2 separate regions of the Arachis hypogaea genome follow, and region 2 is linked to region 1. Evidence: chromatin contacts called from public Hi-C data. All regions are on one chromosome and are shown on one strand. The core of a region is the stretch at or near the end of the contact, and the rest is flanking DNA. Distances in the headings are between cores, read along the strand shown. Region 1 holds the start of LOC112802457 (GDSL esterase/lipase At3g27950). Region 2 has its middle 21 kb from the start of LOC112802459.

Region 1 (5,440 bases), core at 2,284-4,783:
ATATTTCAAAGGGTATATGTATGTCTAGCTTCTTGCAAAAAGAGCTTTCTGTCGTGTAGGAGGTTTATTGGGTTGGATGGTTGTTTTCTGAAGATACCTCAAGGAGGGCAGCTGTTGACTACGATAGGTTGGGATCCTAATGATCAAATACTTCCAATCGCGTATGCCGTTGTGGAGTCAGAGACTAAAGACATCTGGAAGTGATTTCTCGAGCTGCTAATTGATAATTTTGGTGCTGAGACAATTGGTAGACACCCTAATGTCAGTTCATATAGATAAAATTTGTTAACAGAACTCTTTAATATCAATTTCAGGCTAACAGATACATTTTCCTTTCCAATTTCTTGTCAAATTACAGATACAACAATTCACTTACATAATTAATCACCAACATCTTAAACTAAACTCATTAACACAGACTCTGCCCACTCACAGCAGCATATTCTCATTAACACAATACAACTCAGTTTACAAAACTCAGATTCATTCAAACAAATCCAAAAAGAGCCCTATATTCTCCCTTAATTTCATTAGGCATATTCAGTGGCATTACACAAGGTAGCCCCTGCTTCTGATTCAACTAGAACAAAAATAAACTAATCCATCCAACCGTGCCCAACACTGCAGCAACCTTGAACTTCTACTTAATGTCCCTCACTTTTGCTTTCAGGGCCGCAACTTTCCTCTTCATCCTTGCACTCTGCGGATCTTCACTCTCTGCTTCTGGGTCTGTCCATTAGAAGAACTCACACTCTTCTTTAATCTATAGCATCCCACCAGAGTCAGTACCCAGAAAAAAGAAAACATTGCCATCAATCACGAACAAAAATTTAAGAAACGAACCTCATAGTAGACAAAGCCCCAAAATCGTCACCCAGAGTTGTTCGTTGTTTCCGAAATTCTTAGCACGAGTCTCTCACCATGTCCATAGAGAAGCTCCCTCTTCTGCGCAGATGACCGACTACGAGATGACCGTGAGCTCTCAGCAGCCATGGCTCCACCCAGCTCTGCGAACCCTAGCAGCCGCTCGATTACGTTGGTTGGGGGTGAGATTTTGATTAAATGCTTCAACTACCAGTTATAGAAAAAAGAAAAAAATTTTAAAAAAAGAAAAAAAAATTTAGCTATTAAATGCTTCAACTACCAGTAACAATGTGTCCGAAAATTTTGTTTAATGGAGGGAATGATGATTTTAAAGCATTTCTGAGTGTTGGGGATGATTTTAATAACAAAAAAAAAGTCGGGGACGAATTTGAATTTCACCCCAAACCTTAAAAACGAAAAAAGTACTTAACCCTAAAAAAAATTAACATTAGCATTGAAAATAATAGTGTAACCTATATAAAAATAAAGGGTAAGAGAATATAAAAAATTAAGGTTAAAAATGAATATTATAATATTATATAAAGATAGGTTATTATGAGTAGATAAAAATACAATGAGAATTTTATGGCATAATGTAAAGATAAAAGTTGTTATTTGTGATCGTTATAGTTACCGTTATAATATCTTATTACATAAAAAAAATTAAAATATGTATTTAGATGTACATATATTTATATTATTCTTTGTTATTTGTGACTGTTAAAATGACTATTGTAATTATTATCGTTGTAATATATAATTATATAATATATAATTATGTTATTTTTAATTATATTTAAAAACCTATTTAGTTACATTTTAAAACTAATATTACAATTAATTACATTTAAAATAGATTGGTTATCCTAACTTTAGTAGAAACTTAAAAGAATTTATACGTTTATTTCTTATTTCTTGTAACATTTGATCATTTAGTGGGATCTTAAAAACAAATTAATTTTTTCTTGTACATTAAATTTTATTAGGTATAACGTTTCATAATTTTAATGGGAATTTAAAGTGAAATTTACATTGATTTTAGTGGACCTTTATTAGGTGTAACATTTCATAATTTTAATGAGATCTTAAGATAGAATTGACATTGATTTTATTTTTTGTAATATTTGATAAATTTAATAGGACGTTAAGGTGTAAAAAATAAATAATAAAACATATGAAAAAAGAGGAATAACAATGAATTTAGAAACCTATAGGACTAAGAATGAATCTAGAAATTATCTTTAGCTCTTTTTTAATATATGACTAATAGATAATAATATATACTAATTTTTTTTTCAAAAATATATGTTAAAAATAAAGTTGGACATACTAACATTTGGTAATATTTAAGTATATCCAAGCGTATCTAATTTTTTTTTTTTATTAAACAACAAACACGTGTGTTAAACAAATATCAATAAGTACCGTATCCGAAATGTATCCAACACATAAATGCGACAATCAACAAAGTGTCCATGGCGGAAGATTTTTCCAAAAAGCTTATATTCACAAAACATTCTCTCATTTTTTTAAATTGTTAAAGCATCCATGTATTAAGGTAGTGTTTTTTTATAGAGACTAAAATTAAAAATAGAGGATTAAAATTTAGTATTGTGTTTAATAGTTAGAAATTGAAATTAAAATTTCAGTTCAAGCTACAAAATTTTAGCCTTTTCATTATTTTCAAAAATTAAAAAAATAAGTGACTAAAATTTTTAAAAATAATTATTGAAATTTTAACAATATTTTTTATAACTAATAAATATTTTTATTATCTTTATATTAAATTTGAACCAAATAAAATACTAAAATATAACTCTGTTATATACATTTTACACAAGATATAATAGAAAGACTTAATTTAATCTTAAGTTCCTATCTATTAATCTTAATTTCTCTTCAAAAAATTTACTAAAAGTTCCAAATATACTTTTTTCCCATACTAGAAAGCTCCATAAAACAGACCCTAAAAGTTGTTTGTGCCTTTCCCGTTACTAGATTCTGCGGTCCGGTGTACAAAAAAGAAGATTCTATTTAACTTTTTTGCTCAAAATATTAACCAGCAAATCATGAAACAAACTAGAAAATTATAATTAATAATGGTCCCTACAATTTTCACATATGATAAAAGTGAGGATTCTTATTAGTGTTAGGTTTTTAACATTCGGAATTCGGATGATAAGCAACATATATGTGAAGGTTATGAAAAATCCAATATAAGAAATTTTTACACCTAGTAAAAAATACTGAAAATAATTTTTGTTGTAGACTACAGCTTTGTTTTGTTTTGTTTTTTTGTTTTTTATGTAATGAGGTTGAATGTTACCTCTACCTTTTTGGTGTCAATAATAAAAAATTAAGACAACCATATAAGCTGAAAATTTTCATGCAAGAAAATCCATTATGGTACAGAATAATTCCAGTTCCAACTGGTCAAAAACTGGTCTTCCATAAACATTTTATTGCTCCATATTCAAGTTTACATGTCAATATATATGTGTATGTTTTGGAAAATTAAAACAAACATCATGATTAATTTGTTTCGTCAAAAGCGTAAAGTTGCAGCAACTGTAAAATAAGCATAAACAAGATCGAATCCAGTTATTCTTACAAACTATTTTCACCGTGACATTATATTTATATAAAAAATAATCATGTCGGTGAACAGTGATATAACACATTATTTGCAATTATCACAAGAGTTTCACTGCCTCCTTGGAGTTTGAGGAAGCACACTTACATATTAGTGGCAGCAGAGCAAAACACAGAGGACAGAGTACACATTCCATAAGATAAAAAGCCTTGAACCATGGATTGTAGGAGAAGCAAACATGTAACAAGGCATTTGTGTTTGACTCTGTGTGTGTTATCATCATGGTCATTGGTTCAAGAAGCCTTAGGTGGTGGAAACAATAATAAGTGTTGGTTCCCTGCAATATACAACTTTGGGGACTCAAACTCAGACACTGGAGCCGTATCTGCAGCATTTACTAGTGTTCAACCTCCCAATGGTGAAACCTTCTTTGGCACTCTCTCAGGAAGAGCCTCCGATGGCCGTCTCATCATCGATTTCATAAGTAAGCCCGAACCACTTCTCATCCCTTCTCAGATTTCATCTTCATAAGTCTTGGGTCAGCTTTACTTTTCTATAATGTGTGTTTCCTTTTTTAAGTCATTAATCCTTAATTTGTGGGTTGCTAGTTTTATTTAATCAACATAAATCGTAAGAGACTCGATAGATTTAACATCTCAATCCATAATCCCTGCAATTAATGTTCGATCTCTCCCTAACCGCTTTAGTCTCAAAGTAATCTCTAGGATTGGCTGCTTGTACTAAAATAGTTTTTGAAATCTCAGTTGCATCAATTGTATTCTGAAATTAGCAGAAGTACACTATATTAGAATCTCAATTCTTTTTCAGTAAATAACTCATCACACCATTAAAAACTAATATGGTACATTTTTGCTAGTCTCAGAGACATAATTGCTGCAATTAGGATCTTGAGAACTATTTTGGTGCACGCGTGATTGGACTTTGTAGATGTTGGAAATGTTAAGCATTCCTTTTTGTCATAAATATTTATTTATTTTGGGTATGAATATATGCAGCTGAAGAATTGAAGCTTCCATACGTAAGTGCATATTTGAACTCGGTTGGGTCAAATTATAGGCATGGGGCAAACTTTGCAACAGGAGGTTCTTCAATTCTTCCGGGTGGTTATAGTCCTTTCCATCTTGGCCTTCAAGTTTCTCAGTTCATACAGTTCAAGTCACATACCAACATTCTCTTCAATCAGCTCTCTGACAACGGTTTCATTTTCTCATCCCTATGCCATTTTTCGTTTCATGTTTTATGTCACAATGCCAGTGCCCCTATAAAGGAAATGAAATAAAAACTTTCTTTTTTTTTGAAAATGGTAGTAGTAGAATGGTGCTTCGTTATTATGATAGTGACACTTGTTTATTTATTTTCAATATTCCAGGGACAGATCCACCTTTGAAAAGTGGTCTTCCAAGGCCTGAGGAATTCTCCAAGGCAATATACACCATTGATATTGGACAAAATGACCTTGCCTTTGGAATTCAACATGGTTCAATGGAACAAGTTAGAAGGTCTATTCCTCATATCTTGAGCCAATACTCCCAATCAGCTCAAGTAAGGGAACCATAAATTTAAATATAATTTTATATCAACAAACTATATTAAATCTATATTATTAGATTATCTTCGTGTAAAGAACACTAACTTCAACTTAATGCATTCGAGTCATTATCGTTATAGCGATTTGGTTTTTTGAGGACTTAAAATTTTGCATTGATTATTATGTTTGTAGCAACTATACAATGAAGGGGCAAGAGTGTTCTGGATTCATAACACAGGTCCAATTGGATGCTTACCATACAGTTACATTTACTATGAGCCTAAGAAGGGTAACATTGATGCAAATGGATGTGTAAAACCTCACAATGAGCTTGCTTTGGAATTTAACAGGCAACTCAAGAACCAAGTATTTCAGCTAAGGAAAAAGCTCCCTCTAGCTAAATTCACATATGTTGATGTGTTCAAAGCAAAATA
Region 2 (5,479 bases), core at 1,743-4,242, 43 kb after region 1:
ATGATTCATCAAAGATGGAAAAGACTTTCCGGCCTTGAATGGTTCGGAAAGACACCCATTGTTATTTGTTTTGTTTACTGAAAGGCTTGGTCAAGTGGAAAAGATAGAAAAAGATTTTTAAAGAAATCGGGAGGTCAAGCTCTTGACTAACAAGTTGGTAAATTTTCAGAAAACCTCAAAAATTCGGGTGAAGTTGGGAAGGAGCTACCCTACAGCGGGATAGAACCTCCACTTCAAAGTCAGAAAAATGCAAGGTAACCCCTAAGTGGGTAAAAAGATAGTCATACATGAAAATAAAATGAGGATCAGCATCATCATTCCTCCCACAATAAACTCGGTCCTCATGATTAGGGGCTACTAACTCATATTTGGGTTCGTCACCATCAAGACTACAGACCCTATGGTATTTCCAGAGTTCAGTTATGAAGACGGTGTCCACTAAAGGGTTTTCAGAGAGGACGGAAGTATCTACGCATCTCAAAAGAGTCTCAGAAATTTGGGAAGACATTGTGCAAAAAGGAAAAAATGTATGTGAAAATGATAATACCTACATTGCGCAGAAAAAAGAGGTCATCAAAAAAACAGTTCATAATGAAGAAGTTCTTTTCAAACAAAAGGCTAAAGCAAATAACAACCATAGCAAAAGAGATCATCGCAAAAGGGAAAATGCAAAATTCCAAAAATGTTCCTACTACGAACAGTAAAAACGCCACACCAAAGAATCTCGCTCTCAAAACATGCAGCATGTCAAGTAAAAAGGCAAAAAGAAGATACATAGAACTAACCTTTTGTAAAGTAAAAGATAGAAAGACAAATACTGCAACGGAAGAGAGAAAGCCTGAGGATATTGTGAGCAAAGAAAGGAGCGAAAGACTAAAAACTGTTCTCAGAAAGCAAACGAAAGAAGGGAAGGAAAGAAGAAGGAAAGGCATTTATAATGCACTAGGGGCATAATCGTAAAAACGGTTCGGTCATTAAAAGAACGCGCTGTTATCAATGTAACTGCCCGCCCACGTGTAAATGTAGAAGCCAAACGGACACAACGTTTGATTAGACGTGACGTTTGGAAATTCAAAATCATGTCGGTTTCAAAAACTAAAAATCACGTCGGTTTCCTGACATGAAAGAAGAAATTGACTTAGAACATCCCCAAGTTCGATTAATACTCGAATCCAACTCATAGCTAAGAGATCGGATTCGAGTAGGGGCACTGTTCCTACCCTGACCTAGAATGTAAGCCAGGCCCAAATAAAGGCAAGAGGCCCAATCCAAAAGGATGGCTTTCACTTGCTATCCGACCTCCACTAAAAACTCGGAGTCAACACCAATAAAGCAGTCAACACTTATCCAAGTGAGTAACTGCCTCCTTAAATCTCTCACATACTTCTAGAAGAGAGATCCCAACAACCCTAAGATAAAGGGACGGTTATCCACCGTTAGAAGTGGAACTACTTCAACGGTGGTTATTGGATCTTCTCTATAAATACACTGTCTCACTCAGGTAAACCTAAGTTCCAATACACTCTAAACCTGTTTACCCCCTTACTAACTTAGGCATCGGAGTATCTTTGCAGGTATCACCTCCCATTCTTTTACATACACAACTCGGACAACATTCCCAGACGTAAAGCAAATCGGAGACTACCTTCCTCTAGCGTTTGGATCTCTCTTTCAAGCCCAACCCTCCGGTTCTAGATAAGCCCCGGATCAATTCATCAGTTTCATTATTTTAGGTATTTTATTGGTTATTCAAAACTCATGTCCAAATATCTTACATACTCATATCTATTTCGAATAAGATATTTTTTATTTGTCTTATATGATATTTTTTAAAATATAATTTATAATTTATAAAATAAAATATAAAATATTAAAAAAATCACATAAATTTTAAATAATATAATAAAGTCATCATATTACGATATTTAAATTTATGAAATCTGATAATTTATCTTAAATATTTTTTTGTGTATATTTGGAGCAGGTAATTATTATTCATATCAGACCCAGACCCAAATAATAATTATTAGATATTACTCATACTCATCTAAAACGTAGTCAACGGTTAAAAAATTTATCCCAAATGAAACAAAACACGTAGGCCGGATCAAGTCAGGTTGGCTCAAATTATCATCCCCCTAGTCACCAAAAAAAATTATCATCCCTAGCGAGTAGCCAATATGTTAAAATGTGTTTGGGTACAAATGTTTTTGAAAAATTGAAAATCAATTATTGTGTTTAAAAAAATCAATAATGCAAAATAAAAATTGAATTCATTTACAAATTAATGTATATCTTTGTATTACAATATAATAAAAACTAATTTGATTTGACTGGATGATTTTATCCTTAGCTTTATTACTAATAATAATAACAATAACAATAAGAATAATACGAACATCTACTATTATTTTAGTGTACCCAATATTTTCAATTCCAATAAAATCTTCTTGAGAAATAAGAGGACTTGATATAAATCTTATGAATTTAAAAATCAAATTAATTCTTATATATTCTAAATATAAGATTTGATTTACAAATCAAATTACTTTCAATTCCAACGAATTTTAAGTACGCTGCATCTCTGATGGCCATATTTATGGTAGATACTGGTAGTTACCGGTTGACTATCCAATTACATGATGACATATTGTAATTAAGCTTTTCTTCACAGATTAATGACAGTTAAAATTGTTTCTTTTACTACGGTGATAATATTATCAATAGATGATATTGAGATTAGAAATGTCAATTCGTGTAGTGTTCCATCAACATTTACGTTTGGTTATCGGTGCCTAAAAGGGGAGAACTATGCAAAAAACGTTATCGGAGAAAATCTGGTGGTTATGTGTGTATTGTTGTTTGCTGGAGCTGATTGCGAAGAATAGTGTAAAGTTAGGTTTCGGGTCGGGTTGGTGTTGGGGGATTCGTTCATTTGTAGTGTTATGGGCCCTTGTTGGCCAGACACAATCTCAAAATAAAAAAATATAGTTACTTATGAATTTCACCATAATTAATAATATCTAACCCAAAGTCAAATCATTTTCTCCTTCCCACGTGTAGTGCACTATAGTAGAATGTTTGTAGCAATTGTAGCCACAGCAACACAGATGACCACCACAAAATGCACTTTTAAGTATCACTCTCCAATTTATTGGGGTATCTAGGATTGGGATTATCTAATTTACTGACTAACAAAAAAAAAAGTATACACTCTTACTTTCATCTTTTAATGCACAATCTTTTCTTCATTTTGCTCTATTGTTGATAATAATGATAGTGGTAATAGTGTTGATAATGATAGAAATGATAATATTTTTGGAGATGATGTGTTAGCTTGGTAATATTATATTGGGGGCAGAAACGGATTTAAAAATTTAAGAGTGAACGGATCACAAATTAAAATTTTGTATAATTAAATATAGTCATATATTTGATAATAGATATAATTATAATTAATTTTTTAATTAAAAATTAATAAATATTTATCAACTAAAAAAATTATCTCACTTTTTATAATTTTTATAATTTTATATCTAATAAAATATAAAATTATTTATTTTTAAATATTTTATTAATTAATTTACTTTATTAAATATTTATTTGAGAAGGAGTTATATTTTTATATTTTATATTATTAAAAAATATGACATAAAATAATATAAATTAATTGTACTAATAATTTTGTTATGTGAATTTAAAATATATTAAAGTATTTTTAAAAATAATAAAAAAATAATTAAATAGAAACAACTAAACAAAATTAGAAAAAGAATAATATTATTATAAATAATATTAAAATATTTTTTATATAATTATAAATGTTAAAATTAATTTTAAAAAAATCTAAAAAAATTTTAAATTAAATAAAAAAATACAAATAATATAAATGTATGTAAAAAAATTTAAACTCTAATACATAAAGAATATTAATACTTTTTACTATTATTACACTATTAAATTTTACTCTATACAATGTATCTATTATAATAGTATATCAGTTTAAAATTTGTTGGGGGCCAAGGCCACTACTTGTCCCCCTTGAGTTCCTCCGTAGTTAGGGAATAGAGTGAAAAGGAGAAATGAGGAGATCATAGTGTGCAATAAAAAAGAGAAAGAAGATAAAAAAGAAAAAAAATAATAATAAAAAAAGAATTTTGATTGAAAAACTGACATAAGATAAGAATAACATATTTTTTTTCGATTATTGAGTTACAACCTCGACTTAAAAAGGGGAGAAACCTACAAAAACTGATCTTTAATTAATTAAAATTTCCTTTAATATTTTTATCAAAGATAAATAATCAATCAAACATATTATGAATGTAAATCAAACACTTTGATTCTTAGTATATTTTTATTTGTTAGAAATGATTGAGAATTATTTTTTTCAAACAAATTATTTTTTTGTAGATTTTAATCAAATTTTTAATATGATAAAAATTTACGTGCAGTTATTTTTATAAACAAAAATAAATTAATTTTCACCTTTTAATATATATATATATATATATATATATATATGATAAATAAATTTCTAAAAATAATTGAGTTTTAAAATATTATTATAAAATAAATTAGACACCTTTAAAATAAAGGAGTGACTAATCTATCTTATAAAAATATTTTTTTTAAACTTTTAAAAATAAAAATTTATTAAAATTAAAATATCTAATATAAAATTTTTTGAGGTTAATTTGAATGTTATTCTTAAAATTAGTTTTATTATTTTTTTAACTACTCTCTAAAATGATATTTGACATATGCGTAAATTGAGTTAAGATCTAAAATGATCCATAAGATTAACTATGTGCACTAAGAGCCTCTCTAAAATTTCAATTGTATAAATTATTTTCTAAAATTGATAAAAAGCACCACGATAATCTCCATCAGCAAATAAAAAAAAAACTAAAGAATTAACGTATTGTATTTTTACTAATTTTAAAAAAATAATTGATTTAATTAGGATCTTAGACATTATTTTAGTATACACAGTTAATTTTACAAATTAGTTTGTTTGGAAAGTTTTAAAAATAATTTTTTTAAATTTTTGACTTATAAAAAGTAGTAATATTAATGTTTGGTGCAATTTTTAAAATTAAATTACAGCTTTTTAAGAAGCTATTTAGGAATTTATAGAGAAATTAAAAAAATGGCTTCTCTTATAATACTACTGCTTTTTAGGGCTTGTTTGGGCGTCATTCTAAAAAAAAGATCTTTTTTTAAATGATTTTTTTAAAAATGTTTTACAAAAAGTAAAAGTAATTTTATATTTGAATATTTTAGTTAAAAGTACTTATTTAAAAAATGTTATTATTTGGATACAAAAATACAAAAGTACTTTTATAATAATAAAATTACTTAAAATGACATTCAATTATAAAAGAATTTATTAATAATAATAATAAAATAATTATTATACTAATTTATTTGATCCGATAATTGATTTCTTAAATTGTCTCTTATTTCTTCTATTGTT

What was found. Hi-C and Micro-C count contacts between places; a contact is called where the count stands out from the background.
Region 2: a Hi-C map of an unstated tissue shows a contact between it and region 1, with 2.7 times the contacts expected there. The contact joins the enhancer-like site here to the promoter of LOC112802457 in region 1. A contact is called at or near these places in 2 of 8 Hi-C or Micro-C datasets (leaf and an unstated tissue).

Annotation. Positions count from the first base shown.
Region 1 is chr5:105,426,878-105,432,317 of arahy.Tifrunner.gnm2.J5K5, forward strand. LOC112802457 (GDSL esterase/lipase At3g27950) reads left to right here and starts at 3,534. Exons shown (of 5, transcript XM_025845690.3): 1 at 3,534-3,941; 2 at 4,474-4,674; 3 at 4,848-5,020; 4 at 5,199-5,440. The coding sequence starts at 3,674.
Region 2 is chr5:105,470,294-105,475,772 of arahy.Tifrunner.gnm2.J5K5, forward strand. No RefSeq gene overlaps it. Among protein-coding and RNA genes, the nearest start is that of LOC112802459, 21 kb to the right of the region's middle. Within about 2 kb of position 2,993, at least 1 of the 3 cell types and tissues checked has open chromatin away from gene starts, as enhancers often do.